Regions from separate parts of the Mus musculus genome. Here region 1 is linked to region 2. The links are chromatin contacts, called in public promoter capture Hi-C maps. All regions are on one chromosome and are shown on one strand. Each heading gives the region's core, a stretch centred on a gene start, on an enhancer-like site or on the middle of the called end of the contact. The rest is flanking DNA. Distances are from core to core; before and after follow the strand shown. Region 1 overlaps Kntc1 (kinetochore associated 1). Region 2 overlaps Clip1 (CAP-GLY domain containing linker protein 1).

The links. Capture Hi-C pulls out chosen DNA fragments and counts their contacts.
Region 1: a promoter capture Hi-C map of pancreatic islet shows a contact between it and region 2. The contact joins two enhancer-like sites. A contact is called at or near these places in 5 of 484 Hi-C or Micro-C datasets (3T3-L1-derived adipocytes, the P5424 cell line, brown adipocytes and 2 more), 1 of 115 datasets of contacts at active chromatin or transcription factors (pancreatic cancer cells) and 3 of 9 other capture datasets (adipose tissue, liver and pancreatic islet).

Annotation. Positions count from the first base shown.
Region 1 is chr5:123,806,695-123,812,928 of GRCm38.p6, forward strand. Kntc1 (kinetochore associated 1) reads left to right here. Exons shown (of 64, transcript NM_001042421.1): 52 at 567-613; 53 at 2,341-2,419; 54 at 4,119-4,237; 55 at 4,612-4,747; 56 at 5,316-5,411; 57 at 5,937-5,993. Among named protein-coding and RNA genes, the nearest start is that of Hcar2, 56 kb to the right of the region's middle. Within about 2 kb of position 3,642, at least 15 of the 459 cell types and tissues checked have an H3K27ac peak or open chromatin away from gene starts, as enhancers often do. A contact at or near this core is called in pancreatic islet, where this site is marked.
Region 2 is chr5:123,617,437-123,623,507 of GRCm38.p6, forward strand. Clip1 (CAP-GLY domain containing linker protein 1) reads right to left here. Exons shown (of 24, transcript NM_019765.5): 11 at 5,777-5,834; 12 at 5,320-5,403; 13 at 4,360-4,516; 14 at 221-386; 15 at 1-115. Among named protein-coding and RNA genes, the nearest start is that of Vps33a, 47 kb to the left of the region's middle. Within about 2 kb of position 1,980, at least 13 of the 459 cell types and tissues checked have an H3K27ac peak or open chromatin away from gene starts, as enhancers often do. A contact at or near this core is called in pancreatic islet, where this site is marked.

The sequences.
Region 1 (6,234 bases), core at 2,392-4,891, 190 kb after region 2:
GCGCCACCAGGCCAGGCTCCGTTCCTTTTAAAATTTACCCAACAAATGTAAGCTCCACAAGCACCCAGATGTTTGTTTTGTCTTCTTAGGCCATGCATGTACTCAGAGGTACTCAGAACATATTTCTGTGTGAGTGAGTGAGAAAGGACCCCCTTGTCAAGCAGAAGACATCACCGAGTAATTTACTGCAATGTGTTGTCCACATAAACATAGTTTGCTTTTTGTTTTTAAATCATTTTATTATATTGTATATGTGAGTATTTTGCTTGCATGCATGTACATATGCCACATGCATGCCTGATGCCTGCCTAAGGTTAAAAAAAAAAAAAGGTATTCGGTGCCCTGGAACTAGAGTTAGAGAAGATTGTGAGCCACCATGTGAGTGTTTGGAATCAGACTCAAGGCTTCTGCAAGAGCAACGAGTGCTCTTAGCTACTGAGCCAGACCTCCAGTCCCATGAACATAGTTTTGTATTTGGGTTTTTGGTCTGATGTATTACACTAAGATGACAGTTTGTGTGGTCACAACCTTCAGTTTTTAACCTGTATCCTTCTCTGTTCTCGAAGAAAGCATCGGAGTTCTTTGAGCTGGAAGAGGATGAAGTGCTGCATAGGTATGAATTCTTTCATTGTACTGGCCTTGACACCCAGCAGGGACCTTATGGGGACACTGATGTGATGTGGCTCCGAGAAGAATCAGGGCAGGGAGGGGAGCCATAGCCAAGACTGTGGGTTTGAACCCCTGCGAGGGTTCTCAGACTTATGCAGTGCCAGGCAAGGGGAGACTCTTCTGTCAGCCAGAACCTTTGCCCCGGGCCCTGTGTGCTCTGGAATTCTAGAAAATGCCTGGCTCAGATATAAGACACTGAATCCTTTGTCTGAGACCCCGGTCTCCGGAGTTGAGTGCTTGCCATTCGATGTGCGGAGTCTGAGTGCTCTTGGCTTGTTCTATTGAGAAGACTATCTAGGCTTGAATCAGAAGGGATGTGGTAACCACCCATCACCAGTACTTGATTCCAGCATGGGAAGAGCGCATGGTGGTAAGCTGCCAGCTCTTAACTAATCCTCACCGAGACCACCAGCAGCTGAGCAGCCTGGGGAGCCCCGCAGCTTCCTCTCCCCTGGAAATCAAATAGTGAAGACAGACTTGCAAAGCCCAGAACAAGAAAATAATTGTTCCTAGTTTTGAACAGAGCTGGCTACCTTCGTAGTCTCCGCCCTCCTTCCCTGTGGCCCACCTCACACTGCTGTTTAGAAAAGGTGGATGTTTGAGGGGGGGGGGGTTGTTACTTTTATTTGCTTTTTGTAAGGGTCTAACTGTGTCCGTGACAGGCAGAACCTACATCGGAGTCATCTCCTTGGTGGTCTCTTGGGGTTCATAAATGCTTCCAGGCTCAACATAGGTAGTTATACTGATCTAAAACTTGGGAATCTCTGCCCCAGCCTCCCCAGTGCTGAGATGACAGCCAAGCAGTACCAAGCCAGGCTTCCCTCCCAGCCCTCCAGATAGGGTTTCTTTTTGTAGGCCTGGCTGTCCTAGGACAGAGACCCTCCTGCCCCTGCCCCTGCCTCCTGGGCCCTGAGATTAAAGGCATTAAAGGCCACTACAGCAGGCTTCTTGCTTAGACTTCTAAGGGTAGGTGCACCATACCAGCTCATATACAGTTCCTGGCCTACTTAACGGAGCCAGTTATGTGGTGAGCCTTCCAAGCAATGCAGACAGTGACAGAAGACATCTCCAAAGCACTGAGACATCAGGACTTCTGTCTTTTCCATCTGAAGGCCCTGTCTCCTCCAGCTTGTCTAATCCTTCCAGGCCTAGGGCTAGAATCTAAAAGGAATCACTTACAAGGTCCTCCTGGGTCCCGGGAGAACAGGTTTTCCCGTGTGTGACACTCACTGTGCTGTAAGCTGTGGTCAGTGTCAGTTTCATCAGTAATACTGGAAGGCTGAGTGGCTATGGTACAGAGGAGAACGCTGGAAGGCAGCATTTGATCTGCACATTATCCTCTTTAGCTGTAAAGGCAGCTCACAACCATCTGTGACTCCAGTTCCAGGGGATCGCTTGTTCTCTTCTGGCCTCTGCAAGCACCAGGCACACATATGGTATACAGTCACACAAGCAGGCAAAGCATGCATACACATAAATCAAATAAACAAAATTTCAGAATAAGAGAGACTAAACCTCCTTTGAAAGGGAAAACAAAAGTGCCAATGGCCCGTATCTTCCTGGCTGACATCTAGGATGTTGTCATTTACTGTGGGCAGAAACATAGCTCCATTGTATTAGGAATCTATCTCTGAGTTTAAAAAAATGTCTTTCTTTTTTTTTCCCCTCCAGAGTCGTGTATCTCCTCCAGGCTCGTCCTGTTGATTATTGTTCGAGAATGCTGTTTGTATTTGCCACTTCAGCTACAAGTGTAAGCTCTAGAGACTCAACCTATGGCCATCTCTGCTTGGCATTTTCTCCGTGTGCATTTCTCACTTCTGGCTTCATAAACACAATTCAGATGACACGCTCACCAACACAGTTCTGGGTGATGTTATCCCATACTCCGGGATCTCTCAGTATACCACGCTCCAGTTAGCACTCCGGCCGCAGCATCTGCTCGGCAGGTCACATGATGCACCTGAGGTAGCTCTCAAAGGTGCACTTTGTTCATCGTGATTAACTTCCCTGAGCAGTCAGCACTCCTGATACCAAGCCACTATACAAACCGACCCTGGGAAGAAGCTCTACCAACCTCGTGACCCTGTGTGACCTGCTTCGGCCCTACTCACCCCCCAGCCTCTCTACCCGTGTGAAACTGCAGCCTCGGGGAGGGGACACACAAACTCATGAGTCTTCAGGAATTTTCCTATAGCGACTCTGTTGGTAGTTTTGATGTTGAGAAGAGTGTTAGAGTGTTTCTTTCTTTCTTTTTTTTTTTTTTTTTTTTTTTTTTTTTGAGACACAGTCTGGCTTAGACTGTAGCCTCGATTGATCTCAAAGTCTTGGAAACTCTTGGCGCTTCTCTTGCCTCAGTCTCCTTAGTACTAATAGCAAATGTGAACTATTATACCCAGCTAACAATAGCTTGTGAAGCGAAGCAGCTAGATTAATAGAAGGTGAGGAACCATGCGTACATGGTCCTCAGAAGGACGAGAGGAAAATCTGAGATACTGGATGTAAGCTCACCACGGTTCCTGATTGGAGTCTGTCCTTTAGTCGTTCTTTTTTTGTTTGTTTTGTTTGTTTTTCGGTTTTCCGAGACAGGGTTTCTCTGTATAGCCCTGGCTGTCCTGGAACTCACTCTGTAGACCAGGCTGGCCTTGAAAACTCAGAAATCCACCTGCCTCTGCCTCCCAAGTGCTGGGATTAAAGGTGTGCGCCACCACTGCCCGGCTAAATTTAATTTTCTTAATCCCTCGACTCCTGTACACATCATGTTAATGAACCATCTCTGAATACATGTCGTCGTTAATTGCTGACGATACATTCACTAATACTCTTCTTGACAACATGGACAGTTCACTTACAGGCAGTAAGTGAAAGCAGGAGGAAAGTGAAAGCAGCTCCTGCAGGGCCATTGAAGCAACACCAGTGCTACTTAAAGACACTAAAGGGCGGGCGTGGTGCTGCACGCCCTTAATCCCAGCATGCGGGAGGCGGAGGCAGGCGGATTTCTGAGTTCAAGGCCAGCCTGGTCTACAGAGTGAGTTCCAGGACAGCCAGGGCTACACAGAGAAACCCTGTCTTGAAACCCATGCCCCCCAAAAAAAGAGAGAGAGAAAATTAAACTTTATTGCATTTCAAGGGGAAGCTCTCTTTGGTTTCCAGTGCTGGCCACGGCTGGGAGCAGCTGGGAGTCGCTGCCTTGGTTCTGTCCACAGTCTTAGCCATCACTGCATTAGCACCAGTAATGCAAAGAACAAGGGGGTCTCTGGAGTTCCTTCCAGGGTCGAGTTAGTGTTGAGCTGCTTGCTCAGCTCTGTGCTGGTTAACAGCAGAGATAATTGAGCTCAAGTAAAGTGGAAAAATAACCAAGGGAATGGATGTATTTACTGCCTAAGTTGAAGTCAGTTGCCTGGCTGAGGCTGCAGTGTACAGCTTGACTCTCCAAGCCTCTTGTTTTACAGACACTGGGCATGCGCCAGCTAACGTTTGCCCACAAAGCACGAGCTCTGCAGTGTCTCCTCTATTTGGCTGACAAGGAAACAATTGAATCTCTCTTCAAAAAGCCCATTAAAGAAATGAAGTAAGTAGAGCTTGATGTATTGTTTTAGAAGGAAGTAAACAGACTTCATCTGCTTATATCTGAGCCATAACTTTTGAGCCCTTGATTGAATTATGTGGGTGCTTACCGGTTGCTATGTAAATGCAGGCCCATTATCTTGATTGTTGATATTTTAGCAAAGGCAAAGCAGGCCTATAAGAACATCTTAGCAACATTTGGAAGTTGACTGTTTCCTTGTTCAAATTGATTTCTATTTAAGCTGCATCCTCTGAAGATACCTGCAGCCTAAATGGACAAGAAACAACAAGCTAGCCCCCTGTACCCTGCAGTAGTTTTGGTTTTAGATTTAAATGTGAGCCACAAGAACGATCCTTACAAAGACCTCTGTTTTCCAGATCCTATCTGAAATGTATAACTTTCCTGGCATCATTTGAGACATTGAATATTCCCATCACATATGAATTATTCTGCAACAGTCCCAAAGAAGGCATGATTAAGGGCTTGTGGAAGAACCACAGCCACGAACCTATGGTATGTAGTCCCTGGCCGTGGCGCTCCTGTCTTTACCTATGCAGTGTGTGTCACCCAGTCACCCAGCCCCCCAGATGCCCAAAGATCTTTTACCCCCAGTAGGTCTAATGCCCTAGACCTTTCTGTAGGTTTGCATCCCACTATATGGAATGGTAAGACAATATGGTCAGTCCTTTCCATTCTTAGAGTACACAGGTTAGTCATGCTTGCGAGCAAGAAGGCACTGTCGTACTTCCTTCCAAGGCCCACTCTAGAGGGAGAGGTCCCCTTCTCTCGTGCTTAGTTGCCTTTGGGAGACCGGTCACTGATGCCGTTGGAGCTGGGACAGGTATGAGGCCAGCAGGCATCCTGGGTTTTTATTATTATTATTATTGTTATTGTTGTTATTGTTGTTATTATTGTTATTGTTGAATTAGGAGCTGAAAACAGTGCATTAGACATTTATAGGTTATTGTCCGTATGTTTTATGAAGGTACCCTGCCTTCTTAAAAGGCTGATTGGACTGACTTACTGACGTCTCAAAGCAATGTGATGTTATTGTTTTCTTGTCTGGTGGTTTGGCTTTTAGGCAGTACGATTGGTTGCAGAGCTTTGCTTAGAATACAAAATCTATGACCTGCAGCTTTGGAATGGGCTCTTGCAGAAGCTTCTGGGCTTCAACATGGTAAGGCTTGGGTCTTCCCGATGCACAACATCCTAACATTACTAAGCTAACACCGGCTAGCTATGTATATTGATGCAAACATCTGCTCTTGGGCTCCTGCCAGACTATTAGAGAAAGTCAAACTCAGAATGATCTTGAGGGGCTGGGAACGTAGCTCGAGTGGCTGCCTGACTAGCAGCTTAAAGCCCAGCATCACAGAAACTGAACGTGGGGTCCAGAGTCAGTAATCCCAGCAGTCAAGGAGTAGAGGCAAGAGAATCACAGATTTGAGGGGTGCTCATTTGCATATCTAGTTCAAAGCCATCCTGGGCGACATGAGACCCTGACTCAAAAAGAAAAAGAAGTTAAAGTGCTGTACACCTGCAATCCCAGCTCTGCTGTGATCGCCCAAGAATTTAAGGCCAGCCTGGGCTGTGGCTGAGGCCCCGCCTCAAAAATGGGTTTTAAAACAGGCTAATACTTTGTGTTGGCACATTGAAATTTAGTACTTTGGGAGTCTTTCATTTTGGAATTTCCCTTTTACAGATTCCTTACCTGAGGAAAGTGTTATCCTGCATTTCTAGCATCCATTCGTTATGGCAGGTATGTCCTTTCTCTTTAAGGTACACGTCATCGAGTTTAATCTCTGAGCTAGGTCGTCTAAGGGTGCCCTGTGTCAAGCCATCAGCTTCTTCCTTAGTGACACGGACGGTGTAGGATGGCGTTCCGGTGGCCTCAGCTGCTGCTTTGCCTGGTTAGGGCTCTGCTTTCTGAGTTCCCCAGGCTGCATGAGTCACCTGGCACTGCTCTAGCATTTGTCACAGTGCCATTGATTCTACTTAAG
Region 2 (6,071 bases), core at 730-3,229:
TCTTCTGGAGGTTCTGCAGGATTTCTTCATGCTTTGTTTTAGTCTCAGAACTGGCTTTTTCATACTTAGCTTTCAGGTCCTGACACTGGTTGTAGCTTGTTTCCATCTTCTTTTCCTGCAGAACCCAAAGGAAGGGCTAAGCCACCGGGCCACACAAGCCACCTGGCCACACCAGTCACCTGGCCACACAGTGACAGCAGTCCCCTTTGCTTCTCCTTACCAGTTCCAACAGTTTTTCCTCCAACTCTTTCTTTTCTTCTTCATGTTTTCTGGCTGCTTGCTGCTGACTCTGCTCAGCTTTAAGAGTCACTTCGCCAATACTCTTCTGCAGAAAACTGGCGTTTTCATTGGCCTTTGTAAGCTTGAGCTGGAGTTCTTCCACGGATCTAGAATGAGTTCCAAGATAAAGTGTCAGATCATTCTTTATACATACATGTACATATGCTGTGTGTGTACGTAATCTATTTATGTGTGCACGCATGGTCACTGTGTCTGTATGATGTGTGAGTCCAGGCATGCACACATCACAGCACTGCACATGGAAGTCAGAAGACAACCTTGGGTGCCAGTCCTCATGATCCACCGTGTTAGAAGCAGGGTTCCTCTTTGCTGCTTCATGCTGGGAGACCCATCTCCACCTCCCCTGTCACTGCAGGTCCTTAGGATTACCTAGACTCTGGGGACCTGAACTCTAATTCTCAAGCCTATTCATCACTTTATCTACTGAACCATCATCACTATATCTAGATTTCTTGTGTTTAAAATTGAAGTTATATTAGAAATATATTATAAATAATAATTAAATCAAAGACTGCAAAATTGATGACTATATAATTATACCTGAAATCAAGACAAACTTAAAAATGACTTGCCTGAAAAATAACTTTAACAACTGTGATTGTTCTAAAGATATTTAGGGTAACAACTACTATAGTTGTAAGGATTTATTACTTTATATTAATAGATCCATAAAGGAATATGAATGAGATAAATATATTAGGCCAGGTGTGATGATGCATGCCTTTCATCCCAGCACTTGGGAGTTAGAGGCAGATTAATTTTGTGGAGTTCAAGGTCAGTGTGGTCTATACAACAAGTTCTAAGACAGCCAGAGCAATAGAGAGACCCTATCTCAGATAAATATATAGATATATAGATATAAATAGATAGACAGGCAGGCAGGCAGGCAGGCAGGCAGGCAGGCAGGCAGGCATAGATAGGGCTAACGAGCCGATTCAGTGGTTAAGAGTACTGGCTGCTCTTTCAAAGAACCAAGGTTTGGTTAGCACCCACATGGTGTCTCACAACCATCCAGAATTCTAGTTTGTGGGAATCTGATGCCCTCTTCTGACCTCTGCAGGTACTGCATGCACACAGTGCCCTTAAATAATTGTAGAAAAATCTATACATATAAAATGAAGATAAATCTAAAATTTTTTACTAAAGGTTATTTTCTAATCTAAAAAAGTATTAAGAAAGAAAATTAAGTTTCAAACCTTCAGCAGACTGAGTTACCAAAAGGTTATTTAAATGCCATTTGGGAAAAGAAAACACAAAAGTTTCCATAAGTAATTGTTGCTGAAAGAGAACCAGATGGGTGCTGGTGGGATAGCTCAGTCAGTAAGGTGTTTGCTTTGCAGGCAATGAGGACCTGAGTTCAATCCCCAGAACCTCTATAAAAGCCAAGTGTGGTGGGACGTGCTTATAATCCCAGCACTCGGGAGGCAGAGGCAGGCCGATCCCTGGGGCCCTTCGGCCAGCTAGCCTAGCCTGCTTAAGGAGTTCCAAGCCACCAAGAGACCCTGCCTTTCAAATGGGGGTGGACAGAGATTGAGGAGTGACTCTGGAAGTTGTCCTGCACCTGCACGGACATAACACAGACAAAGAAAAGCATGAGCTCGCGGGAGCGTGGTGACATTAGACATTAGCCCAGAGTCAGGGCCATCAAGGAGTCATCAAGCAGTGCTCAAGCCGGGAGACAGACGGTGCTGGCTCATCGGTCACCTGCACAGGCGGCACCTGGAGGCCTTCGCCTGGTGACCGAGAACTGGGGTATGTGGGTAAAAGGCTGGAGAGCAATACAATTTTATAAGCATTAATATTTTACAAAGTAAAATTCTAATGGTTCCAAAATGTTCTCTAAATCTCTGCCTCATTAATTAAGTATTTGATTTATAATGACTGCTATGGTGGGGGGCAACTTGAACTTCAGAATAAGCTGGGTGTGGTGGCACACACCTTGAATCCCAACACTTAGGAAACAGACAAGAAGATCTTGAGTTCAAGGACAGCCTGGTTGATATAGGGAGTTCCAGGACAGCCAGGACTACATGTCTCAAAAAACAAACTAACAAAAAAGAACCTAAGAATATTAGACATTATAATTGGCAGACCTTAAGATGAAAGAAGTTTTAGCACTAGGACAATCTAAGTAAAAGTAGTAAGGGCCAAGACCAGGCGGCTCAGCTGGGATACCTCAAGTGAGCCTTGGTTCCTTGTCCTTTCAAATAGGAAGCTAGAAAAATATACTCTACATACACACAATAAGCACACAGTAAGCATCAGTGGGTGTTTCCTGCCTCATTGTGTGAAGGAAGCTATAAACATCTCTAAGGTCCTGTAAAAGCTGTTACTGCCATTATTAAACCAGTGCCTTGTCTTTGTCTTTGTAAGTCACTGAGGGGTCTAGAATCCCACTCCACTCCTTCCTTAACTCTGCCATTCTCATCTCAACAAGTTAAGTGGGTGGAGCTCATTTCAGAAGGCCACACAAGGACTGGTGAGCAAGCCTGATGGGTATTTAAAGCCCACAGTGGAATAGTAAAAAGCACATGTGATTGCCCAAACAGCTGATTCAAGGAGGGAGGAACAGAAAGTTGGACTGTAGCTCCAATCTCCAGACATACACACAGAGACACACACACACCGAGAGAGACAGACAGACAGACACACACAGAGACACACACACACCGAGAGAGACAGACACCGAGAGAGACAGACAGACACACACACACAGAGACACACACACACAGAGACACACACATACACACAGAGACACACACAGAGACACACACACACCGAGAGAGACAGACACAGAGAGAGACAGACCGACACACAGAGACAAACACATACACACAGAGACACACACACACCGAGAGAGACAGACAGACAGACACACACAGAGACACACACACACCGAGAGAGACAGACAGACAGACACACACAGAGACACACACACAGACACAAACACTGAGAAAGAGAGACAAGACACAGACACACACACACACACCCTTTTTTTTTTTTTTTTTTTTTTTTGGTTTTTCAAGTTTCTCTGTCCTAGAACTCACTCTGTAGACCAGGCTGGCCTTGAACTCAGAAATTTGCCTGCCTCTGCCTCCCAAGTGCTGGGATTAAAGGCGTGTGCCACCATGCCCGGCCACACACCCCTTAAATTAAGAAAAATCAGAAAATGGGAACACAATGAGAAAAGGAACCAAGAAGCCTTAAAATAGGATGTCTTAGTCAGGGTTTCTATTCCTGCACAAACATCATGACCAAGAAGCAAGTTGGGGAGGAAAGGGTTTATTCAGCTTACACTGCTGTTTATCACCAAAGGAAGTCAGGACTGGAACTCAGGCAGGTCAGGAAGCAGGAGCTGATGCAGAAGCCATGGAGGGATGTTCCTTACTGGCTTGTCTCCCCTGGCTTGCTCAGCCTGCTCTCTTTTTTTTTTTATTATTTTTTTTATAAATTTTTTTAAAAGATTTATTTTATTAATATATGTAAGTACACTGTAGCTGTCTTCAGACACTCCAGAAGAGGGAGTCAGATGTTGTTGCGGATGGTTGTGAGCCACCATGTGGTTGCTGGGATTTGAACTCTGGACCTTCGGAAGAGCAGTCGGGTGCTCTTACCCACTGAACCATCTCACCAGCCCCTCAGCCTGCTCTCTTATAGACCCAAGATTACCAGCCCAGAGATAGCAACCACCCACAAGGGGCCTTTCCCCCTTGATCACTAATTGAGAAAATGCTTTACAGCTGGATTTCATGGAGGCATTTCCTCAACTGAAGCTCCTTTCTCTGTGATAACTCCAGCTGTGTCAAGTTGACACAAAACTAGCCAGTACACAGGACAACCTTGTTTTCCTGGGTTGGTTTGTTTTGTTTTTAAGACAGGGTTTCACTAGACATACTTCTAGGCCTTGGCTGGCCTAGAACTCACTTTATAGACCAGACTGAAATCCACCTGCTCTCCTCCCAAGTGCTGGGATTGTGCCCATCCAGCAGCCCTGTGCTGTTAATCCCCTATCAAGGCCTTATTGCTGAGCCCACTCCACAACAGGCTGATCGGACATACCTTTCCTTCAGACGTAATTCATCATTCATCTTTGTCAGCTGAGAAGAGTTATCTCCTGACATCTTCATTATTTCTGCAATGTCGTTTTCTAATTTTTCCTTTGCCTTTACCAGCTGATCTTCTCGATCATCCTTCTCTTTAAATTTTGCCTCCATGTCTGAATATACAGAAAATAAAAAGCACTGTTGTGTTAAGAGCACACACACATATATACACATATATACATATATATATACACACACACACATATATAGAATGCATCCTTACTCTAGAGATTTCTAGAGATGTTTGCAGACAGCCATCTCTGCCTGCATGGAAATCACATTCTAGCAGAGACAGATTATAAACTGAATAAAGAAAAACGATGTAATAGGAAGAGGTGGTGCTAAGAGGAAACCTGGAGGTAGAGAAAAGACATTGATAAAAGGAAGGAGTAACATATTATATGAAACTCTGAATTGGTGACATTTAAGAAAAGACCTGAAGGAAGCAAGTCAAAGCCCCCAGGTGGGCCTGACACGTCCTATAAAAGCTGAGTGCCGTGGGTAAGGGCCAGAAAGTCTGAGACGAACACCTAGAAACATGGAGTTTGATGGACAAGCACTAGGGCTTCTTCTAATGAGTGCGATGGGAGGAAGAGAAGTCACTTGAGCCCACTCTGGCCAGGGTTGAGAAGAACAAAAGGCCAAGGGCAGAGGTGAGGAGCAAGGGGTCAGCTGTGCACTGCCCTGTGTGAGCCACTGTGTAAGGAGAGCAGCGGCAGCAGCGATGGGCCATGCTGGCCTTTTGTAAAGCAGAGAAAAGAAGACACGCACCAGGTTACATATCTCAAACGAGTATCACGCCGCCCGCGTGGGGCGCTGTCTGCCTGGCAGATCTGTTACTGTAACATGAATGAACTCTCTCCTCCCAGGCACCCTGCTGCATGTAATGGCTAGTCACCAGTTCACACGGCCTTACCTGTTAAATTTTCTCTCAACTTCTCCAGTTCAGACGACAACACGTTAAACTGTTCCTCCTTTTGGTGCAGTTTATTTACGGTATCTATTAGGATAAAGTTAAAAGCTTACTGTATATATTTCACATTTAATAAGGCCACCTAGAACTTGGCTGCCTTTCCTAGGCATTTCTTTTCTCCTCAGTCAAAACCCAATGCTTATCAATAGCAAGAGTGTAGATACGATCATTCTTTCACAGGAATATGCAGATTTTAATATGGATCAAGCCTTAGGTCAAAAGGAGAAATAACTATTTTTGGAGTTTGAAGCTCAGGAAACCAATGGAATGCGGTTTTTCTGTGCATTCTACAACTTCCAAAATTATGACATTAGACTACGTTATGCACACCCAAAGCCAGCCCCTAGCCCCACTAATGACCTATCCTAAAACTTTCTGCTCGTACTTCAGTGAGACATACCTTGCATCCTTGTCTGAGCAGAGACCGCCTCCTCTGAAGTACTGGCAAACTTTTCTTTCTAGAGAAAAAGAACCAGATATTCATGATACCAGGACTTTAGGGGACAAAGACTAAACGTGCATATCAGTTACAATGCTACATGCATCTTGTACCTAGCTTCATTAAGACTCACGTGCATTCTACACATGTACATGCACACGAGTGAGGTTTGCACTGTGTGTGCATGTATATCTGTACCCAATTGTACATCCAGGCACATATATCTAAGTCTATACATTCACATTTATACGTGTGT